2 separate regions of the Pan troglodytes genome follow, and region 1 is linked to region 2. Evidence: chromatin contacts called from public capture Hi-C data. All regions are on one chromosome and are shown on one strand. Each heading gives the region's core, a stretch centred on a gene start, on an enhancer-like site or on the middle of the called end of the contact. The rest is flanking DNA. Distances are from core to core; before and after follow the strand shown.

Region 1 (6,296 bases), core at 360-2,859, 310 kb before region 2:
ATGCTCTGTTGCAGGAAATTAGCTAACATTTGTGGAATGTGTCATCTTTTACTGCTCAAGGGTTTTGTTTTTCATCCTTTTACAGAAAGGATTGTTCTTAGCACCTTACCAAGAGCGCATCAATATAGTCACGCCACAACTGATGGGCATTGTCTGTTATATTCATAAAACAGTGTGCAAAAGGCTTCTCAGCCTTCTTTACATAATACAGCGAGTGTCAATAAACAGAGTTTTGTTGTTTTTTTTTTCCAACAAGCATAGACATTTTATTGGCCAGGTGTGGTGATTCACGCCTGTAATCCAAGTGTTTTGACAGGAGGATGGTTTGAGGCCAGGAGTTTGAGACCAGCCTGGGCAACATAATGAGACTCAGCTCTATGGAAAAAAAAAAAAAAGTAAAAAATTAGCTGGGTGTGTCTCACGTGCCTGTGATCCAAACTACTCGGGAGGCTGAGGCAGACGGCTTGAGCCCAGGAGTTTGAGGTTACAGTGAGCTATGATTGTGCCACTGTACTCCAGTCTGGGTGATGGAGTGAGACTCTGTCTCTAAAAAACAAAAAATGGACATTTTATTATCATCAGGCTTACTATGAAGACTAGCAATTGGTAACTCAAGTTCTGCACTGAAAATTTATATTTTAAGATGGTTTTTTTCACAAAAGGAGCTTTTCTTTGTCTAATATTTAAGTCAAGATTCTTGTTCCTGGCTTCAGTATCTCTGCAGTATGTTCATATATTCCTCTGTGTGTGTGTGTGTGTGTGTGTGTGTGTACATATGCATATACACATATATACTCATACCTGCATGCAGGTTCCATTGCTGTTTATCATGTAGGAATTTTTTTTCTCATCAGTGACATGGTTTAGTGACCCATCTTCATTAACTATATCACGAACATTCAGGGACACAACAAAACTAACAAGATCAGAATAAATTATTCATCCAAAATCCAGTTTTCCTTCTGGTAACCAAGTACTTAATGATCAGAACAGAGAAAGAGTCTTGCCTTTGCTAGAGGCTAAACTTAATAAATGAGACTGTTTAAATGAAAATATTCAGGATTGTAAAGGTAAAGATAAATGTTATGTTTGCTGTATTTACAGCTCCTTTGTATGATGCTGTAGCATTTAAAGCCCAATATCCATGTAGGAAATGATGAAGAAGATTGGCAATCAATTGGGAAATTGAATGGGGATGTAACTTTACAGCTGTGGGTTTTAACCAAACCCAATGGTTGTTTTACTACCAGAAGAGTGATTCTGTGGCATATATTTCTTGCAGAAAAGAAAGAGGAGGGATAAACATGTGAGTGCATGTGTCTGCGTATGACAGGGACAGAGAATAAGGAAGCATAAGAATTTTGAGATAATCAGTAGGGAGGGAAAGGGAGAGATGAGCAGGGAGGGAGATGTTAGATTGGCTGTCACAGTGAGGCTGATATTTTAATTTCTCTTTTTTATTCCCCGTGCTCATTTTGGCTCCAAGTCGCTGAGGCCGTTTCTTCATGAGTTTTAGTATTCTAGTCTAGTGAGACACACAGGGAGATGAGCAAACAAGACTTCAGTGTGAGCCCATCGATTGCTGAAGGGACCCTCGTCTGGCAACATCATTCCTGCATTTTGAGGTCAGCAGTTCTCAGGAAGCTAGGCTGGCTCAGTGCTTGGGATCCGCAGTGGAGGCTGACGCTCCCCACCAATCATCCAGTGAGCACAGGCAATTCTATCTTCCCACTGCTCTAATGATAATGCATTCCTTCCCTTTGAAACACTTAATTTTCAGATTTTGATAACTTCTGCCCACCTTAACTCCTATCAATCAGACTTTATGTAACAGCACTGTGTTTGGTTCCTGAAATGAAATACATTCTTCCGAACAGCTATAAGTGGAACAGGCTTAGAAAGAAGAGTGGATGTCAAATACTGTTTGTCATATCCTAGTAAGAAGTAGACTTTCATATGTAACACATGATCCCAGTGTAGCTTGATATAAATGGAAGATTTAAGTGAAAGAGGTCTATAATTTTGTTGGCAAAATAAAGAGAAATTTCCCTTATGTTAAGACCAAGTAGCCAAAAGTACCTCTGAAAATGGTAGACCTAATTCAATGAAAATCCCTCTGAAATTCTACCAGAGCTTTCGTGATTGTGTTAGTGAAACTCATCAGGTAAGGCTGGAGCTATGAGGATTCTCATCATTAACTTAATGGGGTTTGAGACTCAGATGCTTGAAAATGTGTAAGGTGGTTTGCTGATTTAATGTGAAACCGGAACTGTTGCCACCAGCCGCTCCTACCCACCCCATGTCCTGCCATTCCCATTGTAAGACATGTGTTAATGAGAACTGAATATCACGTGATGGCATCATTGGATCAGTTTGGGAGCCATTATCATACCACCCATGTGTGCTTGCTTTTGCAGTTATGTATTTTCTGGTGAGCAGTTGGAGTTCTTCCTTCAGTTACGAAGTGTGAGTTAATAGATGACACTCTATCCTAGACACTAGGTGGCGGCAGACTGCTGAGATAAACCATTACCCAAGGGACCGAGAGGCTCAAACCTGTTCCCCAATACTCAAAAGGCAGATGAAAATGGCAGGTGGATAAAACTGAATGGTATGAAACAACACACGCAAGATTGCAAATTTTCAAAGGCATGAATCACTATTGCATCCCCCAAAATCGTGTGAAGCTGCTTAAAGCTAACTTTACTTTCTTTAAAACGTCCTGGAGCAGTTATCACCCAATGGCCCTAATACCGTATCCAGTTTTGTTACTTCTCTGGAGCCAAAGGTAGACACCCAGATATAGCTTCTCTCATTTATCATGAAGGGTTAACTCTAAATCTGTATTGTCATCAAATCTCTTTTTTTGTTTTAAACATGTTTATAGTTGTTTTAAGTGGTAATATTTAAGTTCAAATAATTAATAGCAATATTTATTAATACAATCAGCCCAATGCTTGAGTAAAAATGCTGAAAAAAGTATAAGATGTTCAACTGTGTACAAAGCACCACTCAATGTTTTCTAAGAATATTAATTTCTTATGAAAGACTAATAATAGATTATCAATATAGTTTTAAATATTAAATATAGAACCAAATAAGATTTGACAATGAGAATTTAAAGACCATCATACCGTATTGGTGCACATGACATTCTAATTTTCATTTTTTTTTCCTATAAATGTTTCCTGTAATATGTCTTTGTGAATTGTTTTTTCCACTCAGTTTTAACTCCTAATCAGACCCAGCCCCACCTTGGAGAAGTCAACATCTTTAAGATGTGGAACATTTTAAGATTTATTTAAACTGATGACCAGCTAAAGATAAATAAGATAAATCATAAATATAATAAAAATAAAGAAGAATAAGAAAGCAAATAAAGAAATAAATAATTTTAAAAGAATAAAAACAAATCTAAAAATAAGTTTTAAAAACAGGACACTATATACTCTCAACTGGCTATTTCTGTACTTCCAGGGCATAAGCTGAACATAAATGACACTAAGTAGAAACCCTAAAAAGAAGTGGAACAGAATTCCCAATGATGAAACCTGGTGCTTCAGGAAAATTCCAGTGTTAGAAGACATTGTGTTTGGAATGAATCCCCCTACACGCTATTACCAAATAAAGTTGTGCCAGGGCAGAATTTGAAGTTTTGTGAATTTGTTTTTAGGTTTTTAAATTGATTTAGGCTTCAGGAATTTCTAAATTTCTGCCAAGTCTAAATAGCTCTTTGTGGTAAGGCTATTAGCCTGTCAACTAGATATCACCAAAGGTCTTCATGAAGTACAAGTGGAAAAATAAGAGACAATTGCACTTTGCATGGATAGCTAAAAATATTTTCCACTCTCAAATACTCATCAAGTAAAAAAAAAAAAAAATCAGAGTATGGGCCTTATATCAGGACACTAGTATTTTCTTTGGGACTCTATTTTTTATGCATAGGCCATATGTACTTTACTAATATTCTACAATGTATAATAGAATTTGGCAATATAAATAACTTGTGGATTTATTTATATAAAAATTATATAAAGGTATAAAAAGTTTTCATTTTCACTTGCATATTTAATGCATTGCTTTTGTAAAGAGGAGTACATTTATTTGAAGATAGAATTACCTAGAACATAAATGATGTATGGTTGCAGAATAAACACATTTAAAATGACTTCTTTAATTAATTTTTGAATTTCGAATTTTACTTTATTTAATGTTGATTTTTTTTTTAAACCATAGCAGGGTACATTTTTCTTTTGCTACCTGGCTCTACTCTTGGCCAAACCTCCCAGCCCATGGATGAGAATTCTCTTGTGTATCAATGGATATGCATGCTTTATTTTGTTTTATTCTGAGGGGATCTGTTTCTTCCCATTGCAGAAAAAGGAAAGTTGCCTTTTTCAAAGTTGCTTATGCCATAAGGCATAAGACGGTGGTAATTCTTTGCGTCGACATCTATTTCAGTACATTTTAAAAGTAGGTACTTTTTTAGTGTTTTCAAAGGGGTCTGTCCATATTTCATCTTGATACGTCCTTTTTTGCCTAGCACAGCGTCTTGCCTATGGGAAGCATCATATACGTTTTAAATACATCTATACAGTTTAATTGAATGCTAATAAATTACTCCCCCAACTCAGTAATAATGGACAGAAGGCCAAATGGAAGTGAGGGTGTGGTCATACTCGGAAGGGATTCTTGAAACTGTCTGGTAGAAATAAGGCTTCTATTAATAAATCAGTCAATTCAATTAAACACTAGACTAGTGTCCATTTAATCAGCTTCTGAATTTTGGGTGTACAAGCAAAATAGTGTACGGTTTGGGTGAGTCTGGTTTGTTTTGTGTTTTCCACTATGAAAAAAATCAGAACCACTAGAGGTCACTCCAGTTATTAGCAAGAACTGGTTAGGCTAGTCTTTGTCTTACAGGACAAGGCAGCTCTGGCAAGCCTGCCTAAATTTTGCCATCAGCAGAAGCAGAATAAAAGTTAACTTAAATGCTCATAAATGGTTAGTACAAGTCTATGGTTTGCTCTGTCCCATTACGCCATCCTGATTTACCTTCCTCCGTACCATTTCTTTCCGCTGTACCATTTCAATAATAACCTCAGCAGCTGTGTCTACTATGTGTTTATTATGCATCAGGCAATATTCCAAGGATTTTGCATCATTATCATCTTTACTTTGTACAGCAACCCTATGAGGGCTGTACCATTACTGCTACCATTTTACAGAAGATAAAATCAAGGCTCAGAGAATTCACAAAGCTGAGTGACAAGGCTGAGATTTAAACCCAGAGCCCACACTGGTAAACACAAATCGGATCCCATTAACAACAATGGGGTATGTTTGACTCTTATTTTCTATTTAAACAACAGGTTTAAATGTTGTAACAGGAGAAAAGTTTAGGAATGCATATATGTGGCAACAGGAAGCACTTTGGCATCCCTCAAATCATACTCTACAGGTCAAGCAAATGCAGAGTTGTGTGTGTGTGTGTGTGTGTGTGTGTGTGTATGTGTGTGTGTGTGTGTGTGTATGTATTTGGGAGGGGAGAGAGAATAGAGGGGAGTATGGAAAATGGATCTAACAAATTAAAGGTGGGATTGCTGTTCGACATAGTCAAATGGCCAGGCCAGCAGACCCATAAGTCCATCACTTCCAAGTGACTTATCCAAAAGAAAAATAAAACACACCTTCCCAACCCTGCCATTAAAAAGATACTACTCAATCTGAGCAGCGGTTGTGTACTGTGTCTAAAGCCATGAAAGCACCTTTTCTACAGCATCTCAGAACATCTTCAACGATTTGGTGAAAGACCCAGGAGCTCTTATTCACACCCTGCTTTAAGCAGTAGAGAGCTCTGCTGGCTTAACAAAGCATTTTTTTTTTCCCCAAGGATTGATAGTATCTATGTATTTACATAATACCTCTGCCTGTGGCAAGCCTGACTTAGATGAAGAAGTGGAGGCTGAGGGAATTTAAAGACACTTGCCTCAGGTTACAAAGCAAGTCAACACAGATGGAGTTTAGCATCCCCAGCCCTGGAGTTTCCACTCAGTTCTTGGGCTGCTAGGACCCTGCATTGTGCTTGTTGGTATTAAACCTGAAGATCTCCCTTGTAGAATGTTCTTACAGGATCCCGCTCACCAAAAGGTGACGGGGGATTACAGTTTACCCTAACAAGGCCAACATCTTAATCTCATAATGAAACCTTCTGAGGATCCCCTCTGCTTTCACTCTGAGCCCCCATAAAAACCAATCATCATGTATACCCCTCCACCAAATGGTCGCTGCGATTG
Region 2 (6,664 bases), core at 2,509-5,008:
GAAACAGAGGAAAAAAAAAAAAAAAGCAGACCACTGCCTTGCATTGTAGAGTAAAAGAGAACTGACCAGGCCAGGCACAGTGGCTCACGTCTGTAATCCCAGGACTTTGGGAGGCCAAGGTGGGCGGATCACCTGAGGTCAGAAGTTCGAGACCAGCCTGACCAACACGGAGAAGCCCCGTCTCTACTAAAAATACAAAATTAGCCAGGCATGGTGGCACATGCCTGTAATCTCAGCTATTCAGGAGGCTAAGGCAGGAGAATCGCTTGAACCCAGGAGGCAGAGGTTGTGGTGAGCTGAGATCGCGCCATTGCACTCCAGCCTAGGCAACAAGAGCACAACTCCATCTCAAAAAAAAAAAAAAAAAAAGAGAACTGACCGAGAGATTTCCCCCTTCACTCAGATAGATTCTTTGGTGAGTAAAGTCTAAAAATAATAATTAAAAATTCTTGGTTATATTCTATTTTAGCCTATAGACATTTACTTAATGATGCCATGAGATAGCCTCCTTATAGTCCTTTTTTCTTCCCCTGCATTTCTTCTCATTCCTCTTGAGGGGATGTGTCTGCTAAGCACTGTGTACAAGGCTGGGAGGCAAAGCTTTCATAAAGACTGATTTTGGCTTTAGTACCCAGAGCCTTCTAGCAAGGTTTGCCTGGGCATCTGTTTCTGCAGACCTCCAGGGGCCCTCTGGCTGAAATAGTCGTGCTTAACTTAACTGTTCAGGCTCCAGAGATGCTACAGCTCCTTCTGTGATCTTGGGTGAGTCATCTCCCTTTTTGGGCCTTGGATTTTCACCTGGAAAGACAAAATGTTGCTCTTTCTTAATGTCAGCAAGAGTTCTCCTGAGGGAGCTCTAGATTAGTCCAATACCCAAGCTGTGTTTTGGGGGAGTACAGGCAGTATCAAAGCCAGTGGATCCATCAAAAAAGATGCCAATCTCTGGTGGTGCAAATGAAGTACCTATTAGTAGGTGTTCCCTCTGCCCTGGCAAAAGTTACCACATTCCACCTAGAGTTCTCTGGTTTCTGGAGTTCTGAGATCAAAGCTTGCCTGGGCTATCAGTGTAAAGAGAGAAAGCTGTCCTAAGTGGCTTTCCAGAAACCATGCTTTTACTGGAAACAGAGCAAGAAATGTGACAGACCATCCCATCAGTTTACCCTTCAAGCTGATGTGGACTGTAATATAATTGAATGTTTCCTCTTCATGTTTGAAAAATATTAATTTTCTGTGAGTCTCCCAACTTATTTACTGCAAATCCTCATGCCCTAGAGTGTCTACATCATTCCTTTCATTTTTCCTACTGGATTCTGAAGCAGGAAGCATGGGAAAGGGGGGCTCAAGGGTTTGACTGATGAAAAACCCAACCAAAACTCATCAATCTGACTTACTATGCTGTCCTTTGGACTGTTTTGTTCAGTGGCTTCTCTCATTCTGACTTCCTCTTAAATGTATTAGATCTATGTCTTCTAAGCTCAGATCTTCATTTTTTTTAATGCCACTTCAACTTCTTTATGTAATCTCAAACTCTTTCTCAGAGGTATGAAAGAAACTCCCCTCAACTCCCTTGTTTCATAGATGAGAAAACTCACGATAGAAGGAAATTGAATTGTTTGCTCAAGATTAAATACTGGCCAAGTTCAGACCAAGCACCTTGTCAACATGGGCAAAACTTCAAAATTTTCTTGAGAGTCACACACTGAGAAACAGTTTATGGATAAAGTAAGCTTTATAAACAATTCCCCAAAGACATTGGACTGTGCCTTAAAGAGAAAAATGAGGATCAATGAGGACGGAGACTCTGCCCAGGACATTGATTACGCACGCCTGAAGACTGTTATTTGAAATCCTTCTGATGTGTCACTGTTAGGACGACAGTGATCACTACATGCTAATATTTGTTAAATGCCAGGAATTCCTTCAGACACTATTAGAGAAGGGCAAGGAAGATTCTCGAGGGCTAATCAAGCTCTTAGAGAATTCAGTTAGTAGTGACCATTTGCAATACTGCAATTGCAATACTGTGCTCTCCAGTGAGCTGACAAGGCCAGCCAAGGCAAAGTGGAGAGGAAGTGGTGCTTTGTGGCAGATGACCTAGAATCAGTACCTGGTGTCTCTACCTCCATGGGCACACGGCCAGTCCTAGGCTATCACGAAGAAGCAATGGTACTCAATGTTCCTTAAGAAACAACATCCTTAATGTGAGAAAATAAAAAGCCATTGGAAACCTCTACTTGCTCTGAGCAGGCCATTTTCTAAAAGCAACTTTGGTATGTAACTTTGTATAATTAGGTATGTTTTGGGGGGTTGTCTTGCCATTACCTCCTTCAGTCCATTAATATGGATAAAGCATCTCTCACCACACCATCAGCTTAAACTGTTGAATCCTGCCTAATAGCCTGAGCCAAGTTAATGGATGAAGTCCCTGGAGAATTTTTCAGGTGAAGGAGAAGCAGGAGGCTGCTACCCAAGAGAAGACAGAGGTGTTAAAGCTGCTTTTTTGTTTTGTGTTTTTACCTCAATGCAGTATAAAATCAACATTTAAGATACAGATAAAATTCTTTATATAATTAGCTTAGACCGTAATATCCTTCTAATTGTCACTTTTCTATGAAACCGTCTTTAACCATTTGCCTTTATAATACTTAATCACTTTGGCCCACTCCTTACAAATTTCAGTAATGATTCCAAATCAGTACAGTAAGGAAAAAAATATTTATTTTCTAAAGTCATTACCTTGACAGGCAAAACAAAGCATGTTCTCAATTTCATTTAGAAATACATATTTTAAAAATACATAGACCAATATGGCCTGCCCAAACAGATATTTAACATGGTAAATATAAGGAATAAATTGTTTGAATATAAATATCTATAAAAAAATAAGTACATCAAAATTCAATCCAACCTCTTTCATTAGCCGGTTATATAAAGGAAAATAATTTTACTGCTTTAAAGCGTAACAAACACTTACTTTTCAATATATTTCATAAACAACCCTATACCATTGTGTCTCCAAAAATCAAGGACAGGGAATCTCCTGATTTAATGATCTTTTTTTTCTTATGGATCAGAGCTAGTAGATTACCATGAAAATATTATATCTACTGCTGACACATTAGACCAGACTTCTACGAGGCTAGGATTTAGTATGGGGGATGGAGGAGGGGGCAGCAGGGGTGGGAAGAGTTTGGGGAGGCAATAATTAAATGTGGGAAATACTTTTGCCAGAGTGCAATATAGGTGAGGTAGACTCATATTCATGAAACATATCCTGATTTATGGTAGTAACAGTTTCATTCAGTTTTGCATTTTACAAATTTAAACAAACAAAAGTCTTTCTTTTTTTTTTTTTTTTTTACTTGCATGTTTGTCTTTTGAGTGTGTTTTCAATTTGTGCATTCCTTAGAAAATCTTTGCGTGGACTTTGGAGTTTCTCCCTGAAATGTGCCAGGCGCCTGAGTCAGACACAAACACTCCCTTAGGGCCTTCGTCAGAAACTCCACCCCTGTGTGGAATCTCCTTCCTCTCTCTCTCTCTGGAGGATGCCACCCGAATTCGAATGTGACTGTGTGCTTCTGCTGAGAGGTCCATTGTCATCCCCAGATGAAAGAAGAGACCAAAGCAGTTACCACTGATGGAAGCCAGTGAAGATGGTTGGGGGAACTCCTTAACCTTTCTTGGAATGTTTTGAACGAGGACGCTGGTCCTTTGCCAGTCAGGAACCAGCAGAGGATGCTCCTGCTCTGATCCCAGCCAGGGTGGAGAGTGCAGAGTCGGCCACAGGGCTCTCCGTGGAGGCTATGGCTTCAGACAGGCCCCGAAGGTCTGTCACCAATGTGCTCGGTTGTGGGTCGCATAACGCTCTCTGGAGGGCTCACCTTTCAGCTTGGGATCATGAAAAGATGATTTGACGCTGTTTTTCATGGTCTCCGACCTAATAAAGCAAGATAAGAGAAAACAAATGTTATTTTAAAAAATCACCCTTTGGCAAAAGAAACATGTAAAATTAGAATCTGGCACAAACAAAACCTGAATCTGGTTGTGAACTTTCACCACCCGCCGCAACTCTTTGATAAAACCTCAAGTGATATCTATTACCGTTGTAAAAATAAAGCCTGCCCCTATGCTTAGAATGGGAGCGAGGGGTCATATGGTCAAGTCTAAGGGGAAGTGGGCAGTAAATACAGGTTTTAAATAAACTAGAGTTGTTCTGGTTTCTTCCGTAGCCCCATCCCAACCTTCATCACTATGCGACCCTGCCTTGAGGAACTCAGCATAGGTTTTGAATAGTTATGGCCATCTTAATAAATTGACGGTGACTTAGTTGAAAAGAGAGAAAAAGAAAAGAAGCATACAGTAGGCCCAGAGCAAATACTTTATGGCAATTATTTTTAAAAAGATTTTTTTTTTTGCAGGCCTGATGTTTTACAGGAGAAATACAGAGGGAAGAACTGTAATGTTGATTTAATAGTTGGCATAATAAAAACCCATAAAAAATTCCAGGTTAGTTCAGAAACTGATCTCGTGGGGAGCATTACTGGCCTGCGACCATAAATATGGATACTCTCATAAGCAGGTGTGAAGAAACCGATAGCTGAGGCTGCCCCACAAATCAGTAGTAAACAACTCAGAAGTAGTTCATGACTGCCTGGCCTGAGCTCAGAACACTTTAATCATAGAACTTCTTGCCACTGGATTTCTAGGAAAAGTCTCCATAGACCATGATAGAAAAATGCAGAACATGTGATAGATCAGAGAGTAGGTTTCCTCCTTTGAGCTTGTGAATTCCAAAAAGTTTAGGATTTGGAAGGGTTATCACCAAAGAGCAGCTCAGAGCAACTCTATGATGTTGCCTAATCCAGATCCCTTCTCTGTCCCAGCACATGACTGACCAGGAAAAGAGAGAGCTTTTTGGAATGACATTGGCTCTGCACCAAACACATTTCCCTATTAAAAAAAAAAAAAAAAAAAAAAAAAGACCATAAACCTGAAAAACAGCATGTTCTAAACTCCACCAACCCTATCTAATGACTTTATTTTTCCTTTGGCCATCTGAATAACTGCAACTTATTGAAGAATTTGATTATCCATGACATTTTGATTCTTCTTCTAAATGTCCTCTCCCCAAAATGATTTTTGATTTCTCAGGGAAAGTGGTAAATACATTGACTCAGAGAGGCAAAGGCTGTATATAACCCAATGACAAAGGCATCTCTGGATATATTTTGGTTGGGAAATCTACCTGTAGATGAAATGGTATGTGCTAAAAGTACAGAGGACATCAGTTTGCATTCCAGAGCTTCTTGGAAATATTTAAGAGGGATTCTTTTGCTCCTTTTAATCTATAGGATGCATAGATCTCCTCTGCTACTGTTTTCTAAAAGTCTTTCACCTGCCCGAGTAAGAAGGGCTGTAGGAACAGGCTGCTGGCATCAATGACCGGGGCTAGTTGTTCTTGTCAACCTCTTACCTAATTTTTCTTCCTTCCCTCTTACCTGGTTTGTCTTAGGTGTTCCTCTGAACTTCTTCTGATTTTTCTTCCTCTCACTAACTGCTGATAAATACACTTTTTCCCAAGCTTGGAACAGTCTTTTCCTTTCTTATGATTATTCCAGTCTTTCTCCATAATGTCTTCAGCCCTGTTAAAATACACAAGGAAAAACATTTCAGCAATGTTATATTCAGCTTTACCCTGACTTTCAATGTCTCTGTTAGTCTCTCTAAAATAGGAAGGCAGTACCATGATAGGAAGGAGTTCAGGAGGCTGTTAAACTGATTGAAAAGCAAAGGTGTTTCTGCTCACCTGAGTTCTTTTCCTGCTTGGCAAAAATTCCAGCACTTCTTGTCTTTTTGGTTAGCACATTGGCATCTATTCTCACGGTCTGTTGCCTTTGTGGGAAGTAAATTCTCCAAGGCTCTCTTGGACCTAGGGCTTCCAAGTCCATATGGAACAACGTGCCTATTATCCAAAGAGAGAAAGAAACTATATTAGCATAATTAATAGTCTTTAAAATGACACATGGGCACACCCATTCCACTGGGCACACAAGGAGCTCATCACATAGCACTTGGGAGCATCATTTCAGAGGGTAAAGTGTAACAAGAGCCAGGAACACCTGTGCATCAATGGCCCTGACTGTATGTATCCAGGCAGGAGAAAACAAGTTTTTCTAATTCAGTGGAATTCCATTTCAACTCTTCACAAAGTTCAGTTTCTTCTTGACACAAGCAACATTGCTTTTTTGTCAAAAATTAGGACATCTCTGCTTGGCATCTGCTTTATATTTTCTTCCTTTTCTAATGGTCTATTTAGTTAACAACTATTTGTGGGTACACAGTGGGAAGAGGTTTCAATGCAAAACCATGACTCACAGGATTTTTAAAACTTATTTTCAACTCAAACCACGGAGGATACTGCTAAAAGTGCCACCATCACCCCACCGACCCCAGTGGTTGGGGGAGGAGGAGGCACAGGTTCGCACATTTCTCCTGCCAGTCGGTGGTATCATATGGTTGTGGAAGGACTCATAGCCAGAGGGCTCTCCAATAATTTCCAATGTGTCCATTTTCATTCTCATCTAAGAGATAAAGTCCTCCCTTTGGAAGTATCACCTTAGTAATTATTAGGCTCCTTGTGGTTTTTGGTGTGGTTTGATATTGT

What was found. Capture Hi-C pulls out chosen DNA fragments and counts their contacts.
Region 1: a contact with region 2 is called in a capture Hi-C map of stem cell-derived neural stem cells, with 6 times the contacts expected there. The contact joins two enhancer-like sites. A contact is called at or near these places in 4 of 7 Hi-C or Micro-C datasets (blood, induced pluripotent stem cells and stem cell-derived neural progenitor cells), 1 of 1 datasets of contacts at active chromatin or transcription factors (stem cell-derived excitatory neurons) and 1 of 1 other capture datasets (stem cell-derived neural stem cells).

What each region holds. Positions count from the first base shown.
Region 1 is chr5:18,555,279-18,561,574 of NHGRI_mPanTro3-v2.0_pri, reverse strand. No RefSeq gene overlaps it. Among named protein-coding and RNA genes, the nearest start is that of PHACTR1, 110 kb to the left of the region's middle. Within about 2 kb of position 1,609, at least 3 of the 24 cell types and tissues checked have an H3K27ac peak or open chromatin away from gene starts, as enhancers often do. A contact at or near this core is called in stem cell-derived neural stem cells, where this site is marked.
Region 2 is chr5:18,246,880-18,253,543 of NHGRI_mPanTro3-v2.0_pri, reverse strand. EDN1 (endothelin 1) reads right to left here. Exons shown (of 10, transcript XM_063812786.1): 8 at 5,807-5,962; 9 at 5,499-5,642; 10 at 2,697-3,937. The coding sequence ends at 3,832. Among named protein-coding and RNA genes, the nearest start is that of EDN1, 120 kb to the right of the region's middle. Within about 2 kb of position 3,758, at least 1 of the 24 cell types and tissues checked has an H3K27ac peak or open chromatin away from gene starts, as enhancers often do. A contact at or near this core is called in stem cell-derived neural stem cells, where this site is marked.